Regions from separate parts of the Danio rerio genome. Here regions 2 and 3 are each linked to region 1. A link is a contact called in public Hi-C and HiChIP or PLAC-seq data. All regions are on one chromosome and are shown on one strand. Each heading gives the region's core, a stretch centred on a gene start, on an enhancer-like site or on the middle of the called end of the contact. The rest is flanking DNA. Distances are from core to core; before and after follow the strand shown.

What was found. A called contact is a pair of places that touch in the nucleus more often than the background predicts. HiChIP or PLAC-seq counts read pairs in DNA pulled down with a chosen protein or histone mark.
Region 2: an H3K4me3 HiChIP or PLAC-seq map of embryo shows a contact between it and region 1, with 5 times the contacts expected there. The contact joins the promoter of sephs3 here to the promoter of nucks1b in region 1. A contact is called at or near these places in 1 of 18 Hi-C or Micro-C datasets (an unstated tissue) and 1 of 4 datasets of contacts at active chromatin or transcription factors (embryo).
Region 3: a Hi-C map of hematopoietic stem cells shows a contact between it and region 1, with 2.1 times the contacts expected there. The contact joins the promoter of prim1 here to the promoter of nucks1b in region 1.

Annotation. Positions count from the first base shown.
Region 1 is chr23:21,029,130-21,033,344 of GRCz12tu, forward strand. It overlaps nucks1b (nuclear casein kinase and cyclin-dependent kinase substrate 1b), which reads right to left and starts at 2,409. Exons shown (of 8, transcript NM_001099239.1): 1 at 2,281-2,409. The coding sequence starts at 2,297. It overlaps LOC103909673 (chemokine-like protein TAFA-4), which reads left to right and starts at 1,341. Exons shown (of 8, transcript XM_073938783.1): 1 at 1,341-2,735.
Region 2 is chr23:21,468,548-21,472,762 of GRCz12tu, forward strand. sephs3 (selenophosphate synthetase 3) reads right to left here and starts at 1,917. Exons shown (of 8, transcript NM_001004295.2): 1 at 1,502-1,917; 2 at 343-446; 3 at 156-263. The coding sequence starts at 1,802. It overlaps ssr4 (signal sequence receptor, delta), which reads right to left. Exons shown (of 6, transcript NM_001002082.1): 6 at 2,689-3,168. The coding sequence ends at 3,064.
Region 3 is chr23:20,737,481-20,741,695 of GRCz12tu, forward strand. It overlaps prim1 (DNA primase subunit 1), which reads left to right and starts at 2,766. Exons shown (of 13, transcript NM_201448.1): 1 at 2,766-2,990; 2 at 3,569-3,726. The coding sequence starts at 2,882. LOC141380475 (a long non-coding RNA gene) reads right to left here and starts at 2,740. Exons shown (of 4, transcript XR_012398439.1): 1 at 2,485-2,740; 2 at 1-74.

The DNA.
Region 1 (4,215 bases), core at 1,159-3,658:
TTGTTCTTCTTTAATTAAAATTTTCAAAATCTTTGTTTTTTTTCTCAAATTTAAAAAATCATTATTACACAAAGCTTTAGTTTAGCATACCTTTTGTGCTTTTTAGGTTTTAGAAATTGTAGTAAAATTGTCAATATGTATAGCTGATTTAGTACAACTGTTAAATTTAAGTGAAAATTAGAAATTTTAGGCAACTAGTCCAAAGTTTTTTATTTTTTTATTTAGCACTGTTTATTTAATTTTTTAATTAAATAAACTAAATTTTAATTAATTTTAATTGAATAATCTTCACTGATGTAGAACCTTTACAAAATGAATACAATGTAAACTTCTAATATAGGGGAAACAGTCTAACTTTAGTAAAGCTGAACTTTAACTTAAGTTAAATTCAAAGCCTAAATCACATTTGATCTTTATACAGAAGTCTATCAGGCCACCATACCACCATGAGCGGACTCCCATTTGAAAAACAAATAACTAAATAATAATAATAGAGCAATTACATTTCAGCGAAACCGTTTCTACATTTTTTGTGTAAGCAAGTATTTTACAGTACTTTAAAGATAATTAAAAATGTCTCAGTCAATGTTTTCAAACTATTATATTTAATTTACCAAAGTCACACAAGTAGAAATTTCACATCTTTCACATCCATAACAAAGAGATGTCACATCCATAATGTAGCTTTTTCCTCATAAATGTAGAATTTATGAAAACAATTCATAAAATTTATCAAAACAAAAAAGTAGAATAAAATAAAAATCATTTATGTTCTAAAGAGAGCCAACTCTTATCCCTTTGATTAGCATTGTTTCTTTTTGGTTGTGCAGTTTAATTCACAGAATTACAAAAAAGTATGTTGTATGATGTAAACTTGCATACTTTTTCATCACATCCATAACACATGTTTATTTTCCTCATTTAAAATATAAAAAATGTTTCCAGATTGATATTTTTCTGATCCCATAACTTTGTGGCTAGTTGTTTTGAAAAATATAAACAGATGTTTCCATATAATTTTAACATATACTTTATCTGTGAATTTATGTTTTAAGTTTTTACTGCAGATGTCACATCCATAACGCTGGAATTGCTCAATAATGATAATATTATTATTATTAATAATAATAATAATAATAATAATAGAAAATAAATCTGGCTTGAAACCAGCAAAAAATAATTTAAACTATTTAATATTAAATAATACTTGTTTACGTTCCATGTAGTGCAAAATTGATTATTATATTGCTAACTTATTTAACCATATGTAAAATATGATCCTCCATATAGCAACAGAGGTGTCACTCCTCTTATTTAAAGCCGCGCGTCTTGACTGAAGAGGAGACAGAGGTGCCATGTTGGAGTAGGTGAATTGCCATGCCAACAGCAGCAGAGTGGGCAGGGCTCAGCGATCAGACAGGGCCATTGAACTACAGGCCCTGTGGGTCACGTTATACTCACTGCCCGCAGGACGGACATCAGCCCCGACAGCAATGTTTACCGTCAGATTACCGCCAGTTCCGTTAGAGAAAAAGGCGCTTTATAGTTTGTCAAAACATAAACAACATGTTGCCCGTGTTCGCGTCACTTGGTCTCAGCGTTAGGAAAACATGGACGCATTTCAATATGTATTAACACATTTGTTGACAACCCATTTGATTTCAGATTTAAGCCAGACCCAAACCTACAATGTGTTAATTGCAAACACAAGTTGGCAGGAGAAATGTTCAGATGTGTGTGTGTGTGTGTGTGTGTGTGTGTGGTAATGGCGCGCATTGCGCTGGAGGAGTTTCACGCTGCGCTGCTGCCGCTAAACTAACACTAATGCTCACGGGGCTAACTGTGGAAAACACGTGAAACTTACACCACCGTGCTTTATCAGCAAACTAGAGCTTAAACAAATGAGGAAACAATCACGCATTGAATGTCTATTCTGTTCGCCGTAATGGCTTGCAGGTTGTTTTGTACATGAATTAGCCACAGCGCGAACTACTATCCCGCTTTTTTATTTGATGTCGGCACTTGCGGTTAGCATAGACATATCTGTGGATGTTAAACGCGATTTTGTTGCGTTTCCAAGCTAAATATCTCTATAACTGTTAAAAGAAATGAAAATCTACGCGTTTACGGTTGATTTTGTGCAGCTATGTAAACACGCGCAGAAAAATATGCTGGTTAGCTTGTTAGCATTTAGCAAACATGGAGAGACCCGCGTAACAGATCGCATCATGTGCGGACCTGCGATTGCTGTAAAACAGCAGACAAACAAAACGCACTTACCTCGAAGGTCTCGCCATTCTGCAGACAGACTGAAAGCCTTTTGCTTTTGCAAACTACAATTTTATTGGTAAAACTGGACTTTTGCAGCTGAAATCCAGGTGTCTCCCGCTGCTGGGAAGCTGTTTCTGTAGCACAGAGCTGTGCGAAACTACCTATGCAATGCAAACTGCACTAAACACGCGCAAATGAGTGCGATCTAGAGCATCTGCTCGCACGCAGCCTTGGTCTGTGTGGGTCGAAAATGGATAAATGTTCAAGTATCCACAGGCCGAATTGCCCTGGTCAAGCCTCCTGTAGAATAGTAGCTAACTAATTAGCTACTGCCTGGCCTGCAAGCCAGGATTCTTTTATGAGTAAAAGTGGGATGGGAGTCTGAAAAACGCAAGATGCCCGCAAACCAGGATTGGATGACCACACTCAGCAACAGCCGTTTACCTACTCATTCACACAGAAAGGTGGCTAATCAGTTGATTGGATTATTTTATTTTAACCATTTCCAAATCCGTTTTAGCCCGATAATGTTATTACCTTGAGATGGTGAAGATAGGCTCATTCAATCAGTGTAATAAACATTACATTTTTAGGGCCTCTCCAAAATCCAGAACAAGTAAAGACATTCATATGTATTCATTTGGTTTTTAAAGTAATTAAACGATTATTTAAAGGTAATCAAAGATCATTATGTTGTGCTCAGATTGTAGGAGGCAACAGGTGTGCAATATTTTAATTTAAAGACACTAATTTTCTTCTCATCCCCTATAGTTTATTAAAACATGCAAACAGTATGTTTAGCATTACATATAATCTGTAGCTTTCTTTCTTTTTTTTTTTTATTTTTTTTAAGTTTTCGTGTTTATAAGCTCAGTAATAGCACTATGTTGCACAGGAAATACATTAGTGCAAGAAGTTATTTTCAGTGGAATCAGGGTAGGCCTACAAAAACATATCCCGAGATTAAGAAAACGCTAGGTTAACAATGCAAGACAATGTCAAGTTGGTTTAGGTTTTAGCATATGTTGCATGGGCATCTTTTGTTGAATATGTCAAAAGGATGATTATTTTAGGAAAATTTACAGGGCATTACTATGTTAGGCAATGCAGATTGTCTGTTAAAAGACCTGGTTATACTTTTTAAACGTTTACTTTATATTTTTTGGGGTTGTTATTTGATTTGGGGTTGTAATATGCAGAATAATTAGGGTTAATGTTAAAATGCTGCAGGTATTTTAAATAAAATATAAATACTTTTATGATTAAATGTATTCTTTGAGAATGTTATTAAAATGTAATAAGATTCTTGAAGATGTAAACCAATTTAAAATTCCATTGCAACTCCTGTATGAAATCTTTAATATATTAACTTCAAATTGGAAAATTTTGTGACATTATAATTTAAGTAAATTTTGAAGAGTAAATAAAAGAGTGAGGGTTGTCTCAAAATATGCTTCATTTGATTAGAAATACTCACATTAGCGCAAACTGAAGTTATGAGAGATATCTCAATCCTGATAAATAATCGGATTGACCATTTATTTATTTTTAAATTTATACCTTTTTACAATTCTGGAAGAAAAGGAAATAACTGTAAATAAACTTTGCATTGTCATCCAGTTCAAAATAAAGTCTAAATTATTTTTATTGACAGAATAATTAACTGCATATTTAGGGTAGATTGTGTATTTTTATGTAACATTGAGTTTGTTTCATAGCTTGACAAATTATTTTTTCTTTACAATAACTCAATTAAACTTGTAATTTATATTTTATTTTTAACTATGTTTGTTTCAATATCCAGTTTTACTTTTTAATTTGGGGTCTTTTTGCTTGCTTGAAAACAAACAAAATACTTTATTAAGGAGTTAGTTGACCCAAAAAGTCATACTTAGGCCATAGTTTATTCTCAAGACCCTGTCCATTGCATTTTTAGAGCTTGAA
Region 2 (4,215 bases), core at 667-3,166, 440 kb after region 1:
AGCATATAAAAATTCTGTCACTTTCAATGTCTGGTTTCAAACTTTTATAATTAAACGATATTCCAAATATTCCATGACCTGTGGGAATGCCGCTTAGCTTTCTGAATCTGCAAAAATACGTACAAATATTTAAATAAAATCTATCCTAACTTCACCTTCTCGTTCATCTTCTGACTGACACTGAGGAGCATGAGCATGTTGTCACACTCTGTGATGCCCATGGCGTACAGATCACTCAGGACATTTGCACAGGCGATTCGTCCCTGTAAAAAAAAAAAAACAGAGATGAGCTTCATACATACAGTATGTGAGGTGCTTGTAACATTAACAGAGTGCACCCACCATCATGTAAGGGTCCTCCACTAAAGGATAGAAGAAATCTGTGGTTTGGACCAGGGAGAGACCTCCATGTCTTAGTGGGATCACACATGAGTCCATTCCAATACCTGAACCAAGAAAGAACATAATTATTATTTTTTTCATTGATATCCATTACATGTGAAAAAATGCATGCACATTTAAATAGCACATACTATTGTGATTAAAAATAATTTTATAATACCACGGAGTAAGAAACATGTAATCAGGATTTATGATTTGTTCCCAGAAATAAGCATTGACTAAAACTTAGGTGCATAGTTCACATCTCTTTTAAATGACTGGGTTATATCGATAGTTAATAATGGTTTTAAATTAACAGGATGAATCAAAGGTTAAACAAAGTGCTCAGTGAAACAGATGTTTTCTGATCCTTCAAGACAGATTAATGATGGTTTTCTAAAATACATTAACAAAATAACTTTGCAGTTTTATGTTTGACATTACAAGAGATTACAACACATGCTATGCTGAATCCACAGAACACAAACGGTTGTTGGTGTGTTTTGGCAAGTTTACAGGAAACAACGTTGCACCAAACTATTGCATATAAACAGGTTTGACAGTAGTGATAATCAACCGGTTTTGCAAAGACAATAATTGGAAACCTTTTAATTGTCAGTTTTTATAGCAATTCCTGGAACTCATTTCGCGAATCGGTTCTTTTGAACAGGCTTTGTGAACAGAAGGTGGTAATAAATGTTTTAATTTTGCAAGTCTATCATGCAATAAGTTTACATCGTGTTTTTTTTTTTTTTTATAAAAACTTTGCTATTCAGCCACTTAATTAACCTAATTAACAGTCAAACCCTCACTTAACGTCAAATGCTCTTTCTCCAGAGTATTAAAACTTCATCTTTTGCTGTATTTTATTAACATTTCTTGTATTGTTTTGGCATTGTTTGCCTTTTATCTGTGTTGTATAATTTGTTTTACTTGTGTAAAGCACTTTGCTCAACCTTGGTAACGTTAGTAGTAAGGTGCTAACTTAAGGTTATAAAAAAAAAAATTTTGATTGAGTCTCTTGATTCAACCGATTCGTTTAAAAGATCCGATTCACAAGAACTATTACCGAATCAATGCTCGCTATTTGACAGCGTCGGTGTGACAGGTCATACTTTACCTAGTCGAGGACCCTGAGCAGCCGAAACAAGCCCAAAGTCAGCGGTTTCGTCTCCAACACCCGTCCCCAAACCGCCATCCTCTCCGGGCGGCCGGTCAGGCTCCAGTCCCTGCAGGAGTTTGAGCAGAGTCTCCTGCGGGACTTTACACCCTCATCCTTTCATATCAGAGAAGGCCGTGAGTCGGAAGCCGCGGTCTAGGCCGTGCTCCTCCGGGTTCAACGCCTGGTATCCCGCCGGGTAAAAGACTGCATACCCTCCCGCTCCACCAGAGTCCCCTGACGGTGGCTCGGAACCCGACATGGTAAAATCAGTATGTATTCCTCATGCAGATGAAGAGGTGGTAAAAGAAAAAAAGATGAGGCGTTTTACGAAATGACTGATCCTGCCGGAGAGAGCAGAGAGCGTGTTTGATGTACACGCTTAAACACCGAGAGCAGTAGAGACGCTCCGCGCTTGCGGACTAAACCATCTCACTATCCTGAGGAGAGCGCGGTGTTACTTTCAGACACACGTTACAAAGTTCGTCGTTAACAGATAAAAGTACTGTTGAAATATACAGTACATAAAAAACGAGGTGCGTGAAAACTCATCTTGCACCAAATTAAACCATCGCTGACTCGTTTTGGACTTGCCTGGTCACATTTAATCCCCCTCTAAAAAAACAAACATGGCACAATCTCAATTGTGAGCTCCCTATTGTGGTTCTACAATAAAGGTGCATTAGACGGTTGTGTTCATGCAAATTTACACAAAAAAGGTACTCGAGAAAAATTACCGTGCTTTTCATTCCTTAAAGTATTGCAATTAGTCTGTATACACGCCAACAAAATTAATAATATGCGAAAAGTGGCTAAAAAAGTTGGAGAAATTATTCAAATGCACTTAACTATGTATACACTGGCACGCACATGCTTTAATATGTCTCCATGGTCATGTATTAATACTGTACAAACTGGGCTTTCTAGCCGCCAACCAACCCCTACACATGACGCTCAGAAAACTGGACAAAAATTTTAACTTTACCATGATTTTGAAGTCTTTTGGTTTATGAGAGGAATCACAAATAATGTTTAGATTGGTATACCCACGTCATTGTTTCCATTCAAACAACACATTGAAACACGCACATAGAGTAAAAGTATACATAGAGTAAAAGTGATTAATTAAACAAGCTTCAAAAATGTGACAGAAAAACTTTCAGAAAAGTTGTTTATTCCCACATTCAATGAATTTCATCGATATTTGGGACACTCCAAAAACACAGAACTGGACTTTGATGATGAGGAGTCACCGATAATCACCTCAGAGCTTTTGAGGTTTAAAATTAATAGCACAAATGAAAAATTCTGTCCTTTATTTGACAATATCAGATTAAAAAAAAAAACAAAGCAAACATAACACCACTTTATAATAATTGTCTTTGTCCATATTTTGATCTGTGTCAGGTTCTAACTATGGTTTCCGTGGCAGTAAAATCTGCACATTAAATGTCAAATATGTAATGGAGATGAAGATGTAATGAAGACCAGTTTGAACAATGGAAATGGCAATTCTTCTCTTCTTAAGCCTGGATGGCACTTTTGGTGCTGTAGGCCAGGTAGTAAACCATAATGCCAATCAGTGCAGCCAAGACCTCCGTTGACACCCATGGACCATTCCACGCACCCTGAAATTCAGAAATACATTAAAAAACAAGCACTTCAAGGAGCAAATCTGCAAACTAGTAGTAGAAATGTGTGAAATCCTGTAATAAGGTATATTTTCTAAGTGCTAGTGTAATGAAAAAGTAATTACTTTGTTTATGATTAAGAATTATTTAGTTTTATTTTCTGCGTGGTTTGATTTTGTTGAATGAATTAAGTTATGGTTGGGGACTTTAATTATGACACGGATAACAGAGCCTACCAATATATGACTCCTATATTAATGGATGTGAAGCAAAGCACGTCAGGGATGGAATACAATCTCATGGATTCCCCTATTTTTGAGTTTTAGCTCCTGGTTTACCGAAAATAATGAGGTCATTTTGATTGATTTTTTTATAATTTCATATTAATGTTTTTTTTTTTTATGTTGGTTTAGTGTTTTAACTTTAAGGATTCTTTTGTGTTTGTTTTCTCTCTAGTTCTTACAGGGATTCATGATGCTATATTGTGTAATAGTTCTATTGAATCTGAATAAATCTGATGTGAACCATCAGTGTTTGAGAGTCAGTCATCTTTTAACCAGGACGCTACAGTAAGATCTTATTTCATGCAAAAAAGTTCAAGTAAACCTACATAAAGTGGTGGGAGATTCAGAAGTTTGGGGTCAGCAACTTTGAATAAGGTTCTGCTCCATTTGAAAGGTATAGTAAAAGTCATTCACTCATTCATTTTCCTTCAGCTTAGTCCCTTTATTAATCAAGTGTTGCCACAGCAGAATGAACCACCAACTTATCCAGCATTTGTTTTATGCATTGGATGCCCTTCAAGCTGCAACCAGGCACTTGGAAACATTCATTCACTCTCATTAACACTCATACACAACGGACAATTTAGCTTACCCAATTTACCTACAGCGCATGTCTTTCCCGGAGGAAACCCACATGAACAAGGGGAGAACATGCAAACTCCACACAGAAATGCCAACTGACATAGCCAAGGCTTAAACGAGTAACCTTCTTGCTGTGAGGCGACAGCTCCAGCGAACTTATTTCATTGATAATCAACTT
Region 3 (4,215 bases), core at 1,516-4,015, 290 kb before region 1:
CAGTCAGCATGATGGTGTCGCAGTCTGTCCAAGCACTCAAGGAATATCTGCCCTCCTGTGGTAATACAGAGCATCTGAAAGGAAAAAGAGGGTGTGCGTTTTAGGTTTCGATTTTAAGCTGAATATGAAAAGATTGACTAATTTCTTTAAAAGTGAGCCATTGTATTTCAATACACATTAACATATAGTGCTCAGCATATATAAGTACATCCCTCACAAATCTATCCTTTAAATTAATAATTTTAATAGGAAGCTTTACTATGTTTTTACTTGTGCATATACATTAGATTAGTCAGTGCTGAAGCCAAATCTGGAGCTTATCTAACAAAATAACTTACGATAATGGTCCAAAAACTAGTACAGCAAAATTTATATGTTACAGAAAAATATTAAATACAATTTAAAAAAAGAGGAGAAATCAAGAGAAAGCAAAAAATTTGAAAAAAAAAAAATTGTTGAAATTTTGTAGGTTGTAAGTGCTTAAATTTAACTGTATTATCTTTAAATTTCTAAATATGTTTGGTGACTAAAATATTATTTGAATAAATGTATCTGTTTAACAAATCTGTTTTGTTTAAATGCACCAAAATACATTGACTATATTCACTGAGAAATGGATACAAACATTAGCTTTCAAAATGGGGTGCACTCAATTATGCTGAGCAGGTCTGTAGCCAGCCTAGTGAAAAAATGTGGTTTTTGCAGTTATACACCTCATTTTCTATTTAATTATGAGGTTTAAGAACTGCATTTTAGTGACATTTTAAGCATTATTTTTAGCTGAATTAGCTTTGCAAATGGTCATCATAACCACACTTTTTGATGTACCTAAATATTTCCAAAGGATTCATAATAAAGAAATGTGAAATAATAACTATTTTTAAAATACATATTTATTACATCATATATCATTTGAGAAAAAAAACTGTAGTCTAATGTCATTTATTATAGGCAAATAACAATCTTGCCAGAGCATTCAACTTTCCTTTGAATAGAAAAATAATTAAAGCATGATAATAATAATAATAATAATAATAATAATAATAATAATAATAATGATAATAATAATGTAGAGCTTCACAATTTTTCTAGTCTCTCTTGTAAAAAAATACATTTAAAAAATTATGGATAACAACAATAGCCAAAATAGTATTCAATTTATTTTAATATGGTCTGCTTCGGTGCTTCACACCTTTTTATTGCTCATTTTTAGCTTTTTAGTTTCAAAAATAAGGTCCAAGATTTAAAATAAAAGTACCTGTAAAATGTTTTCTCTGTTTAAAAACAAAGCTGTGGCAAAAGATGACTTCTTCAAATTGTAAAATAAAAATTTTTGTTAGCATTGGACAAAACTGATTAGCTGAAGTCACACCGAAGTGACAGCCAACAGAGGATTCCACTTGGTTTTAAAACCCTTTTTCTATGGGTTATTTGCACCTATTTATAGTGGCAAAGCAGTCAAAATAGGACAAATAAGCTCATGTATGGGACACATTCTGGACCTCTGCCAGTGAGGGGTGAGTCTTCCGAACTGTCCAAACCCCCCTGGCAACAATAATAAATACAGGAAGAAATAGCTGTTCCTTTTAAGGGCCTACTCACACTATGCCATCCGTACCGTGCCCAGGCCCGTTTCCCGGATCTTTTGAGAAGTGTGAGTGCGCTGAATCGGGCTCAAGCACGGTTCACTTGGCCGGCCCTGGCCCGGTTGGAAGAGGTGTGCCTGAGCGCGGATCACTTGGGCTTTGGCGCGGTACGCTTGTGTGTGAAACACTTACACAAATTGAATATTCTAGTGTTTCTTATTTTGACTAAAAAAGGTTAACCTTTTTTAAATTGAAGTGTTATAAATGTTACAAAAACTTGAACTTTCTACACATACATAGCACTGAAAAAACTTTCCATGCATGCATGCATACATGCATAACAAAAATGTTTGCTACTCTGTCTATTTTCTTCACTTAAATAATAACTTATACGACATAGTATGTTAACATAGTACGTTATATTATCATTACAAGTGCTCACATTTAGATTTGAAAGCTCTCGAGTTATGCTATTGATTTACCATAATTTGGCACAGCAAATTAATATAATTGAGGGGGGGAAACTATAGCACATAAAAACAATTAAGACATTTTCAATTAAGTCCAAACTGCCATTTCTTTATTAAAACGCCTTTTGTTTAATTTATTGTCCAGCAGTTCATAATGTTTTTGCTGCTGTTGTTTTATGCTTATGTTGATTATTTTACGGTGTATTTTGTTTAATAGCATTTTGTTGTTAAAATCACACTTTAAATATGATCAGAAATACTGGAAAACGTAATGTTTTTTGTTTCGCAAAGAGCTAATTTCACGTAGCATTTTAATACATTTAATGAACACAATTAAATTCTGTTCAATTTCCCTGTAAAATTTGGCAACAATGAGAACTTGACTGCAAACGAGCCACAATAAAATCCTGTTCACCTTGAATATTTACCTTGATATTCTCTGTTTTTCGGAAATCACGTGCCATTCATCTCTAACACTAACTTTTACAGAAACGTTAATGTTTTAAAATTAAGTGACGTTAGTTGGACATGAGTCGCATACCATCCGACTTCCATCTCATGTAACTTGCTGTAGTCTCTCACAGGCAGGCTTAACGGCAAGAGAAAAAAACACCATAGAGATATGCGATTTATTTGAATGTTTTTTTCTCGGACACCATCCTCAGCCGTTTTTTCGAGCCTTCTGGTGGCAGCAGAGCCCGCAGAAAACATTAACGCGGTGCGTGACCAACGAACAAGGACCGATTTCGTCATTTCCTATTTACGTTAATTTTCCCGCGCTGGTTGTAGCTGTCATTGAGGATCAACAATACTTAACGAATAAACATGCCAACCTCAGATTATGATTCAGCTTGTTTGCCGGATTTGTTACCGCTTTATTACCGCAGACTTTTCCCTTTTTCACAGTACTTTCGCTGGTTAAGTTATGGCGGTGGTAAGTAACAATAACTCTAAGCCACTAACATACCTATGCCAGTCTCCGATCACACAACGAGCGATTCACAACTGTAAAAACTTTATTTTTCAGTAGCTTGTGTATTTACTGTTCAAATTCGAAGTATATTTAGTTTATTTACCATGCATGCCCATTTTCATATTAATATTTGTAGTTTAATCCCACACGAAACAATACTATAGTAATACTGTTGTGTTGTTGAACAATACTATAGTAAATAACCTGTTGTGGTAATTCCAAAGTTGCTGTGGCAATACTGTGACAACAACTATTGTAATATAAACAATTTACCAAGTACTGTACTAAGTGTTCTTCAAGTATGATAATGCAACACAGTTTACTGAGGTAAACATTAAAGCATACTACGGAATTTATTATAGATTATCAGTTCACAAAGACTTGTAAATACTATAATACATAAAGTATAATACACTTTACTATAGTGTGGTTCAGAAACACTTTATCATTTACTATATTTTTTTTCATGTGGAATGCTGCTTTAAGCATTAAAGTATCAAGGTTTTTAATTTCTTTCATTTTAATTTTGCCTCTCGCAGTGTCCAAAAACTACTTCCAGAACCGTGAATTCTCCTTCACGTTAAAAGATGACATCTATGTGAGATATCAGTCCTTCAGCTCTCAGAATGAGCTGGAGAAGGAGATGCAGAAAATGGTTCCTTACAAGATTGATATTGGAGCAGTCTACAGCCACAGGGTAAAATTACTCATTGTTATTATATTTTCCCCACATTACATTATAGAATGGTATATTATATTAAATGCAAAGTTGATTTGTACTATTGTGTACTTAATCTAATTGACATTTTACCCACATTTAAATATTTCTTATACCGTAATTGTTATGCACTGTTTTTATTTATTGATGTATATATCTTTCATAAACTATATGATAGTAATTGTGTAGTGTATACAATTACTATATTAATACTGGGCAAAAATTAATCGCATCCAAATTCAGGTTTGTTTTGACATAATTTAAGTGATTGAGCAGTGTATATTTATTCTGTATACTTTAATGCACACATGCATGCATATAATTGAGAAAAAGGTTATTTATATTTAGATATAAAATATATATCTGTGTGTAAAAAATAAAAATAAAAAAAAAAATATATATATATATATATATATGTGTGTGTGTGTGTGTGTGTGTGTGTGTGTGTGTGTGTGTGTGTGTGTGTGT